Linked DNA regions of Mus musculus: region 1 is linked to region 2. The links are chromatin contacts, called in public promoter capture Hi-C maps. All regions are on one chromosome and are shown on one strand. The core of a region is the stretch at or near the end of the contact, and the rest is flanking DNA. Distances in the headings are between cores, read along the strand shown. Region 1 holds the start of Hspb1 (heat shock protein 1). Region 2 holds the start of Vgf (VGF nerve growth factor inducible).

Region 1 (4,253 bases), core at 1,011-3,510, 1.1 Mb after region 2:
TTTCTCCACTTCTGGAGGGCGCCACCATACCCAGTTTATCCAATGCGGGGGATCAAACATTACTTCACGGATGCCATGCAAACCCTCTACTGAGCTTCTGTTTTGTTTTGCTCTTCTGTTTGTTTTTGAGACAGCAAGTACATGTGTGGCCCAGGCACTCATAGAACTCACCCTGTAGCCCAGGCTGGCTTCAAATTCACACTGCTTTTGCATCCGTTTTTGGATACTGGAATTACAGGAGATGTAATTATACCATCATTATACCCAGCCTGGTAAACTTTTTTTTTTTTTTAAGATTTATTTATTTATTATTATATGTACGTATACCGTAACTGCCTTCAGATGCACCAGAAGAGGGTGTCAGACCTCATCACGGGTGGTTGTGAGCCACCATGTGGTTGCTGGGATTTGAACTCAGGACCTTCGGAAGAGCAGTCAGTGCTCTTACCCGCTGAGCCACCTTTCCAGCCCCCCTGGTAAACTTTTAATCTCCAGGTTATCTCTTTTCCCACAGGAAGGGCCTGAGCCCATAGTGAGCACTTAGCAAAGACCCCAAAGGGTGTTCCAATTTAGCACACCCATCCCTAGCCCACCATAATAACTCTGGAGTCAGACGGTGGTGAGCAGTAGCTTGCAACTTTTATTTGAGAAAAACAGCAGGTAAATGTATGTATCAAAAGAGCGCACAGATTGACAGAGAGGGGTGGCCAGCAATGGCTATGGGAGATAGGCAGCAGGCTGATGGCTTCTACTTGGCTCCAGACTGTTCAGACTTCCCAGCTTCTGGGCCCCCAATTTGGGCGCGGGCCTCGAAAGTAACCGGAATGGTGATCTCCGCTGACTGCGTGACTGCTTTGGGCAACGGAGCCTCCACGGTAAGTGTGCCCTCAGGGGATAGGGAAGAGGACACTAGGGTGGGGTCCACACCTGGAGGGAGCCTGGACACACAGAAAATCAGGGCAAGGGTTACACATCCCTCCTGACCCGGGGCTCTTCGCCCTCCGCCCTGGGTCCGCTCCCCCTCCCCCCCACCTCCCCGCCCTCCATGCAAGGAATCAGAACTCACGTGTATTTCCGGGTGAAGCACCGAGAGATGTAGCCATGTTCGTCCTGCCTTTCTTCGTGCTTGCCTGTGGGTGGGGACAGAAGGTCAGAAGCAGCCCTCTGCTGTCCTAGCTAAGGAGTGGCTGGGACCCCCCAGGGAGGCAAACAAACCCGAGTGCGGCGGGGTGCCTGACTGTCTGGAATCTTAAAACTTTCCAGAAACTTCCCTTCTGAGATTTGGGATGCGAAGGGCTTGGCTCTGACCCAGACTTGGATACCAGGGTAGGTATACTCAAAGCCTCTGCGGCTGGGTCTAGGGACCCTGATCCTGCCGCTTGCTTATTTGGGAATGAGGTCTTCCAGAAGGTGTGTTGGGTCTTCCTTCATTTTGTTTCTGTGCTGCGGGTGGAACGCAAAGCCTCAAGGCCTCCCGGCAGGCCAGGCGAAGCTCTACCCTGAGCTACATCCCCAGCTGTTGGTCCATATCATCGAAGATGACAGAGCTTTTAAGAGCAACCTGCACCCCGCGTTCCGGGGCAAGAGAAGCAGGCAAAGGAGAATGATGCGGGCTCCGGGTCCCTAGGTTCATTTCTAACTTCTCAGGGTTCTATTCCTCAGGGTTTCAGCCCCCACCCTCAGCCCCCCAGCCACCACTCTCGCCTCGGCAGCTTCGTCCCCTCTGGGCACAAGGGAAACTCACCAGTGATCTCCACCACGCCTTCCTTGGTCTTCACTGTGAGCTCCTCCGGAGCGAAGTGGTTGACGTCCAGGGACACGCGCCAGCGATCAGCCGTCTGTCGGATCTCCGAGACCCCGCTGCTGAGCTGTCGGTTGAGCGCTCGGCTGAAGGCTGGTGCGGCCAGGGTCACCGCCGCGGGGCCCTCGGCGGTCGCGGCGGGCAGCGGGCGCACGTATCCGGGCCACCCAGCGGCGCTGAACCACTGCGACCACTCATCGGGCAACCGGGGCACCCCGAAAGCTTGATCGAAGAGGCGGCTGTGTGCAGGGTACCAGTCCCGGAATGGTTCCCAGCTCGGGCTCCGCAGCAGCGAGAAGGGCACGCGGCGCTCGGTCATGTTCTTGGCTGGTCAAGGCTGAGGATCTAGAAGCACTGGGCTGAGGATCCGAGAAGTGCCGGACTGGAGCCCCAGCGTGCTTTTATGTGTGCCCAGCCGGGTATTTTTAGCAGGCGGTGCTTCAGGTCTCTATTAATGGCAATGACCGTCTCAGGGGCCGCCCCTCGCCGCCCCTCCCCTCTGCATTCCTCCCCCTAAGCTTGCAAAGGGGGCGGGCAGGCGGGGCCAGGAAGGTTCTGCCCCCATCTGGAAACTTCTCTTGTTGAAGAAAACAAATGACGGCGTAATACCGGTAGCTGGAGCGATTCCCACTGTCGGGTTTAGGACACTGCTGGCTGAAGGGCGGTGGCCTGGGGCCAGCCCCATTTTTTATTGAGAATAACCAGGAGAGGTTAGGTCTTTTGTGTCGCAACTGGGAAGCAACTGAACCTGGTCTGAACCAGAAGGAGGCCCGTGGGAACACACATGTCATGGCACACCTGTGGAGGTCTCATGACACCGGCAAGATAGCTGTCTTCTATAGTGTATCTCCTGGGGAGCAAAGGCTTCGTGGCAGGCGCCTTAGTGTTCACTGAGTATCTTTCTGACCCAGAAACTGACTTTCTTTCTTCTTTCTCTCTTTCTCTCTCCTCTCTCCTCTCTCTCTCTCTCTCTCTCTCTCTCTCTCTCTCTCTCTGAAGTAGGATTTTTCTTTTTTTATTTTGATGCTTTTTTTTTGTTTTGTTTTGCTTTGCTTTTTTTTTTTTTTTTTTTTTTTTTTTTCTGAAGACAATGTTTCTCTGCATAGCCCTGGTTGTCCTGGAACTCACTTTGTAGACCAGGCTGGCCTCGAATTCAGAAACCCGCCTGCCTCTGCCTCCCAAGTGCTGGGATTAAAGGTGTGCATCACCACCGCTGGGCTATTTGATGCTTTTTTTTTTTTTTTTTTTTTTGGTTTTTCGAGACAGGGTTTCTCTGTATAGCCCTGGCTGTCCTGGAATTCACTTTGTAGACCAGGCTGGCCTCGAACTCAGAAATCCACCTGCCCGTGCCTCCGGAGTGCTGGGATTAAAGGCGTGCCCCACCACACCCGGCCGCTTTTTTTTTTTATTATATATATATATATATATATATATATATATATATATATATATATAATGTGTATCAGTGTTTTGCCTACATGAATGTCTGTGTGAGAGTGTTAGATCTTGAGTTACAGAGAGTATCAGAAATTGGAATGCCAGGTGGGTGCTAGAATTTGAACCTGGATACTTGTACTGGCTGGTTTAGTGTCAAATTGATACAAGCTGGAGTTATCACAGAGAAAGGAGCCTCCTTTGAGGAAATACCTCCATGAGATCCAGCTATAAGGCATTTTCTCAATTAGAGATCGGGGGGGGGGGGGCATTGTGGGTGGAGCCATTCTTGGGCTGGTAGTCTTGGTTCTATAAGAGAGCAAGCTGGGCCAGGTGGTGGTGGTGCACGACTTTAATCCCAGCACTTGGGAGGCAGAGGCAGGTGGGTTTCTGAGTTCGAGGCCAGCCTGGTCTACAGAGTGAGTTCCAGGACAGCCAGGGCTATACAGAGAAACACTGTCTAGAAAAGACCCCCCCCCAAAAAAAAAGAGAGAGAGAGAAAGAGAGCGAGAGAACAAGCTGAGCAAGCCAGGGGAAGCAAGCCAGTGAGAAACATCCCTCCATGGCCTCTGCATCAGCTCCTGCTTTCTGACCTGCTTAATTCCAGTCCTGACTTCCTTTGGTGATGAACAGCAATGTGGAAAGTGTCCGCTGAATAAACCCTTTCCTCCCCAACTTGCTTCTTGGTTATGATGTTTGTGCAGGAATAGAAATCCTGACTAAGACAGTACTATAGGAAGGGCAGGCAGTGCCTCTAACCATTAGACCATCTCTCAGGAGACATCGAACCTGGAACCTGCAAGCTGGATGAGTAGGTATCCCCTAGTATCCTCCTGGTTCTGCAACTGCCCCACCCCAGCGCTTGCTCGGACAGGAGGCACAGGCCACACTCAGCTCTTTTTTGGTTTTGTTTTCTGTGTGGTTGTGGCTGTTCTAGAACTCTTTAGACTAAGCTGGCCTGGATCTCACAGATTGGCCTGCCTCTTCCTCCAGAGAGCCCGGCTTAAAGGCAAGCAGC
Region 2 (4,540 bases), core at 712-3,211:
GGGAGCGTTTGTCCTCGGCTCCGGCTTCCCCGTCCTCCTCCTCGGCGAACAGGAGTGCGTTCTGCCGCGCCCTCTCCGCCTCCTCTGCCTCCGCCTCCGCCTCCGCCGCCTCCTCATCCTCTTCCCCCACATCGTCCTCCCCACCACCTCGCCTCTCCTGCTCTGCCTCCTCCTCCCTCTCGTTCTCCCGCTCTTGCTGCGTCTCCTGCAGCTCGCGACCCCCGAGATCGCGCTGCCGGGCTCCGCCCTGCAACAGATACTGGAGCAGCAGGTCGGAGGCGAGATCGGCCAGCCGCTCTTCTTGCGCCGCGGCCTGCCGGGTGGCCTCCGCCTGTCTCCTCCCTGCCTCTACCTGAGCTAATCCTTGCTGAAGCAGGCGCTCTCCTGCCTCGGAGCCGCCCAGGAATGAGCCCTCGAGCCGGCGCACCTTAGGGAAGGGGCCACCTAGACTTTGATACGCCTTGGATAAGGGTGTCAAAGTCTCACCTAAATGTGTTTTAGGGGAGGACACTCCTTCCCCGAACTGATGAGTTTCGGGAAGGGGAGCGCTTTCGGACATTCGAGCCTGGAATTGGGAAGGGACCGGGGGCGGAAGAGGAGCGCGCTCCGGAACGCGCGCCTGGAACTCTCCCCAGGAAGCGCGCCACACGCGCTCTGGCCCGGGGCTCTCCAGATTGACTCGGGTCAGCGTGTGCGTGCGGGTTTCAGTCTCTGCTGCCGCCGTCTCTTGTTGGCGCTTAGCATTGCTCGGACTGAAATCTCGAAGTTCTTGGAGCAAGGATGCTAGCGCCTCCAGCTCTTCTGAGCGGTCGTCCTCCTCGGGATCGCGGTCCTGAGTCTGAGGGCGAGGGGGGGCCACAGCGGGCGCTTGGATTTCTGGTGCCGGGAGGCTATGGGTCTGACTGCGCACGGACTCGGTCAGCAGAGCTTCTGCTGCTTCTTCGGGTGTTCCCTGCTGGGAACCTCCCGGGACCGACGGGGGCGAGGCCGGACGGTCCAGTGCCTGCAACAGTACCGAGGCCAGCGCCCGGGGATCCACGCCCTGGAAGAGCTCTCCCTGGTCCTGAGGCTCGGGATTCCGAGCAGCTCGGACCTCTGGTACGCCGTCATCCTTTGGCCGGGACACTGCGTCCTCAGCTACCTGCCCATTATGCTCAGAGCTGAGGGGAGGAGGAAAAACATCGGGGCGCCCGGGGGGCGCTGCTCCCAACCCCTGGATCAGTAGAAGGAAGCAGAAGAGGACGGATGCCGGCAACGTGAAGGTTTTCATGACCAACGGGCTGCCAGAGACTGAAAAATAGAAGAAATCAAAGAAATAGAGGATTTCTATAAGAACTCCCCGCTTTCTATTTCTGCTTTCCCTCCCCCCACCTTTAAGCAGGAAATCCGGGGTTTCCCTCATTTCTCTAACCTTACCCGAAAAGAAACGTTTAGCAGAGAACAAGAAAGATGTGGCGATCTCTGGGGTCGTGCAAATGGGCAGAGAACGCCCGCAATCCTCCTTCTGGGTACCCAGTACCTCCTGTCGCCCCCTTCCCTAAGTCATCTCTCAGCCAGCGCCCGCGTACTAAGCAGCAATGATAAGCGGGAGGGGGGATCTGTTCCCTCCCCACAGGACTCCCCGGATGGTGCGTGGGTGACTTCATCAGCGACAAAAAAGCAGAGACTCCCCTTTTACCAAAGACCCTTCCCGGGGGCACACCGCTATGCTCTCAATACCCCATATGGAAAGAAAATCCTCCCTTCACGCCCACGAGTGAAGAGGGTTGGAGGGATGGACAGCGGAGTATTTACCAGCCGGTGTCACGACGGCGGGAGGTGGAGAGGAGGGTCGGGGCAGGGGGAAAGTCGGGACCGGTCCGCCTTGGCTCTGTTCCGTGGCTGGAGTATGAGCGATGGTCGAGGGCTGGCGTCCTAGAAGCTGGGCTCAGCTGGGTCAGCAACAGCGCTCTCGCTCCGGCTTCAGCACGCTGGACAGCGCCCGCGCCGCCTCTGCCTTATAAAGGGGAGCGCGCGGGGTCACGTGGGATAGCCCCGCCCCATTGACGTCAATGTTCATTCATGGGGAAGCGGGCGGGTGTCTGGTGGACGGTGAAAGTCCAATGATTGGAGGATAAGCGTCGCTCCCGGCCTGCACCTGCGCAGTAGGGCCCTCGGCTAGAGGGGCGTGCGCTAGCCGAGCTCCGGGAAATGAATGAATGAATGAATGAATGAAATGTCGAGGCGGGCGGGGCAGGGGGCTATGAATGAATGAAGGAGGGACGAGGAGAAAAGGATGAATGAATGAATGTAAAAATGAATGGAAGGGTGGGTACAGAGGAACCAGAAGGCGGGAGGGTGGGTTACAAAGCACTTGCGGCGCGGAGCCTGCGTTGCTGAGCAGAATAGGAAGAGGGCACCGCCAGCATCTAATTGGGCGCCAGTAAAAGATCAGTACTGGATGGGGGGACGGTAAGGGTTTGAAAGGGGAAGGGGCCTGGCTCCCTACTCCGCCACAGTATGGTCTATAGGGAGCACGCCCAAGGACAACTTGAACCTGAGAGGAGGGGGTGGATTTGCGGTGCGGGATGCCCGCCCAGGGTCAGCGCAGATGGGTGGATCTTGCGGTTTGGGTAATCACCTTGGAAAGGGTCCTAGTCGAGAGAGAAAAGGGAAAGATTGACGATGTGTGTGCCTTTGGGTCGTGTCTGTTCAAACCAGTTCGTGTCTGAAGGGGTTGGGGAAAAAAAGGTGTGTCTGTCCTTCTGGCCAGCGGGCTCTGCTGTGGCTGTTAGGGGGTTCCTGTTGTGCCCCCTTTTAATCCAACTCTCCCACACCCTTCAGCCTGTCTCCCTCTCCCCCACAGCCCCCACCCAAGGACATTTGGAGGGCGAGAGCAGACCAGGTGGGGAGGGGGTTGAGCAGGTGGAGAGGGTGACTCAACTCCATTTCTCTCTACCGCTTAAAGGGGAGGTCTGAACGCGACCGGGGGGGGGGGGTGAATTGCAACGTCAGAGATGGACCCTCTCAGCCATCAGACCCTTCGACCGTATCTCCTGCCCAGAGGGGTTGGGGCTGGGGGCTTGGACAGTTAGAGGTTCCGGGAGTGGGGGGCGATGACGCAGAGATTGCGCAGAAAATCTATCAGCCAGCCGGGTCCAGTGAAGGGAGACCAGACGTGGGCGGGGGTGGGATGGGAGGACGGAAATGGGGAGGGGGTAGAGGAGAGGGAAAGGTGGCCCCGGGAGCTGCTACTGCAGGAATGAAGGGGAGGGAGGAAGGCTGGAGGGGGCTGCGGTGCAGGCGGAGAGCAGTGCGGGGGCGTGGGCAGGGAAAGGGGGGGGACAATGACACACACCAGACACACAAGGACTGCGGACACAGGGGTGCTTATAGGCACACGCAAAGCCCCCCCGCACCCTGACACTTTGGAAACCAGAATGGGGAGGGCATCTGGAGGGTCTCAGAACCTCTTTCAGAGTCAGCCCCCTCATACCATCCTGTTACTGACCCTCATTTTAAGCCCCTAGCTCGTGCACGCGCGAGGGCGCGCGCGCGGGCACACACACACACACACACACACACACACACACACTCACGTGCTTTCTCTCTATAACCAGCAGTGGCTTCTCCCTTCCATCAGTGGCTTGACTTTCCCAGAAGAAACCCCATCAGCTCTGCAGAGAAAAGGTGGGGTGAGAGAGGAAAGAGAAGAGAGATGGGGACAGGGGGATGGAAGGAAAAGAACCTGAAGCAGGTTGAAGAAGCAGGCTAAAGGAGAGAGAAAGAAAAATAAATAAACAAACTTGAGAACCAAGGTGACAGTGGATATTCCAAAGAATGGAGGGAGGGGTGCCTAAAGACACACCAACAACAACAACAACAACAAAAACAACAGCACAGCAGCATCTGACACCCCTCCACACACAACTGTGGCTAGACCCTCCTTCCCTTTTCCCTCCCCATCTTTCTTCATCTTCTCAGCCTGGTTCCCTGGAGCCGTGGGCTGGGGGGGGGGGGGTCACGTTATCCTCCTTATGGAAGGTGAATCAGAAAGCTGGTGGTTCAGAGAGGGGGAGGGGAAACCTTTAGAGAGAGAAGGGAGGGGGAGAGAGCTCGACAAAAGGACTGCCTGATGGGAGTGAGAATCTAAGTTTGAGTTCCAGGGAAAGGAGATGGACACACTAAAGGAACCCTATACCTGTGTGCTTGCATGCATACACAAGCACCCTCATGTTGCATATACGCGTGTGTGCTTCTCTGGACAGAGATTAAAAGGACCTAAAGCAGAGAAGAAAAGGAGAAGAAACAGGGAGAAGCACGTGAAGACTGGGTGGATATGGCCCCAGTTTAAATGGAGGGAGAGACTTCTCTTGCAGTTTGCCACTTGTGTGACTGTTGGCACATCAGTGAAATTCTAATCTCTTGGGATTGTAGACACATCTGTGATGTTTGGGGTCTTTGTATGCACTCAGATCTGGTGCCTGGCTTTGAGTGTGTGTGTGTGTGTGTGTGTGTGTGTGTGTGTGTGTGTGTGTGTGTGTGTGTGTGTCTTTGTGAA

Evidence for each region. Capture Hi-C pulls out chosen DNA fragments and counts their contacts.
Region 1: a contact with region 2 is called in a promoter capture Hi-C map of liver. The contact joins the promoter of Hspb1 here to the promoter of Vgf in region 2. A contact is called at or near these places in 1 of 39 promoter capture datasets (liver), 1 of 115 datasets of contacts at active chromatin or transcription factors (pancreatic cancer cells) and 1 of 9 other capture datasets (liver).

What each region holds. Positions count from the first base shown.
Region 1 is chr5:135,885,926-135,890,178 of GRCm38.p6, reverse strand. It overlaps Hspb1 (heat shock protein 1), which reads right to left and starts at 2,260. Exons shown (of 3, transcript NM_013560.2): 1 at 1,745-2,260; 2 at 1,067-1,130; 3 at 616-938. The coding sequence starts at 2,120. The coding sequence ends at 749.
Region 2 is chr5:137,027,716-137,032,255 of GRCm38.p6, reverse strand. It overlaps Vgf (VGF nerve growth factor inducible), which reads right to left and starts at 1,961. Exons shown (of 2, transcript NM_001039385.1): 1 at 1,795-1,961; 2 at 1-1,290. The coding sequence starts at 1,270.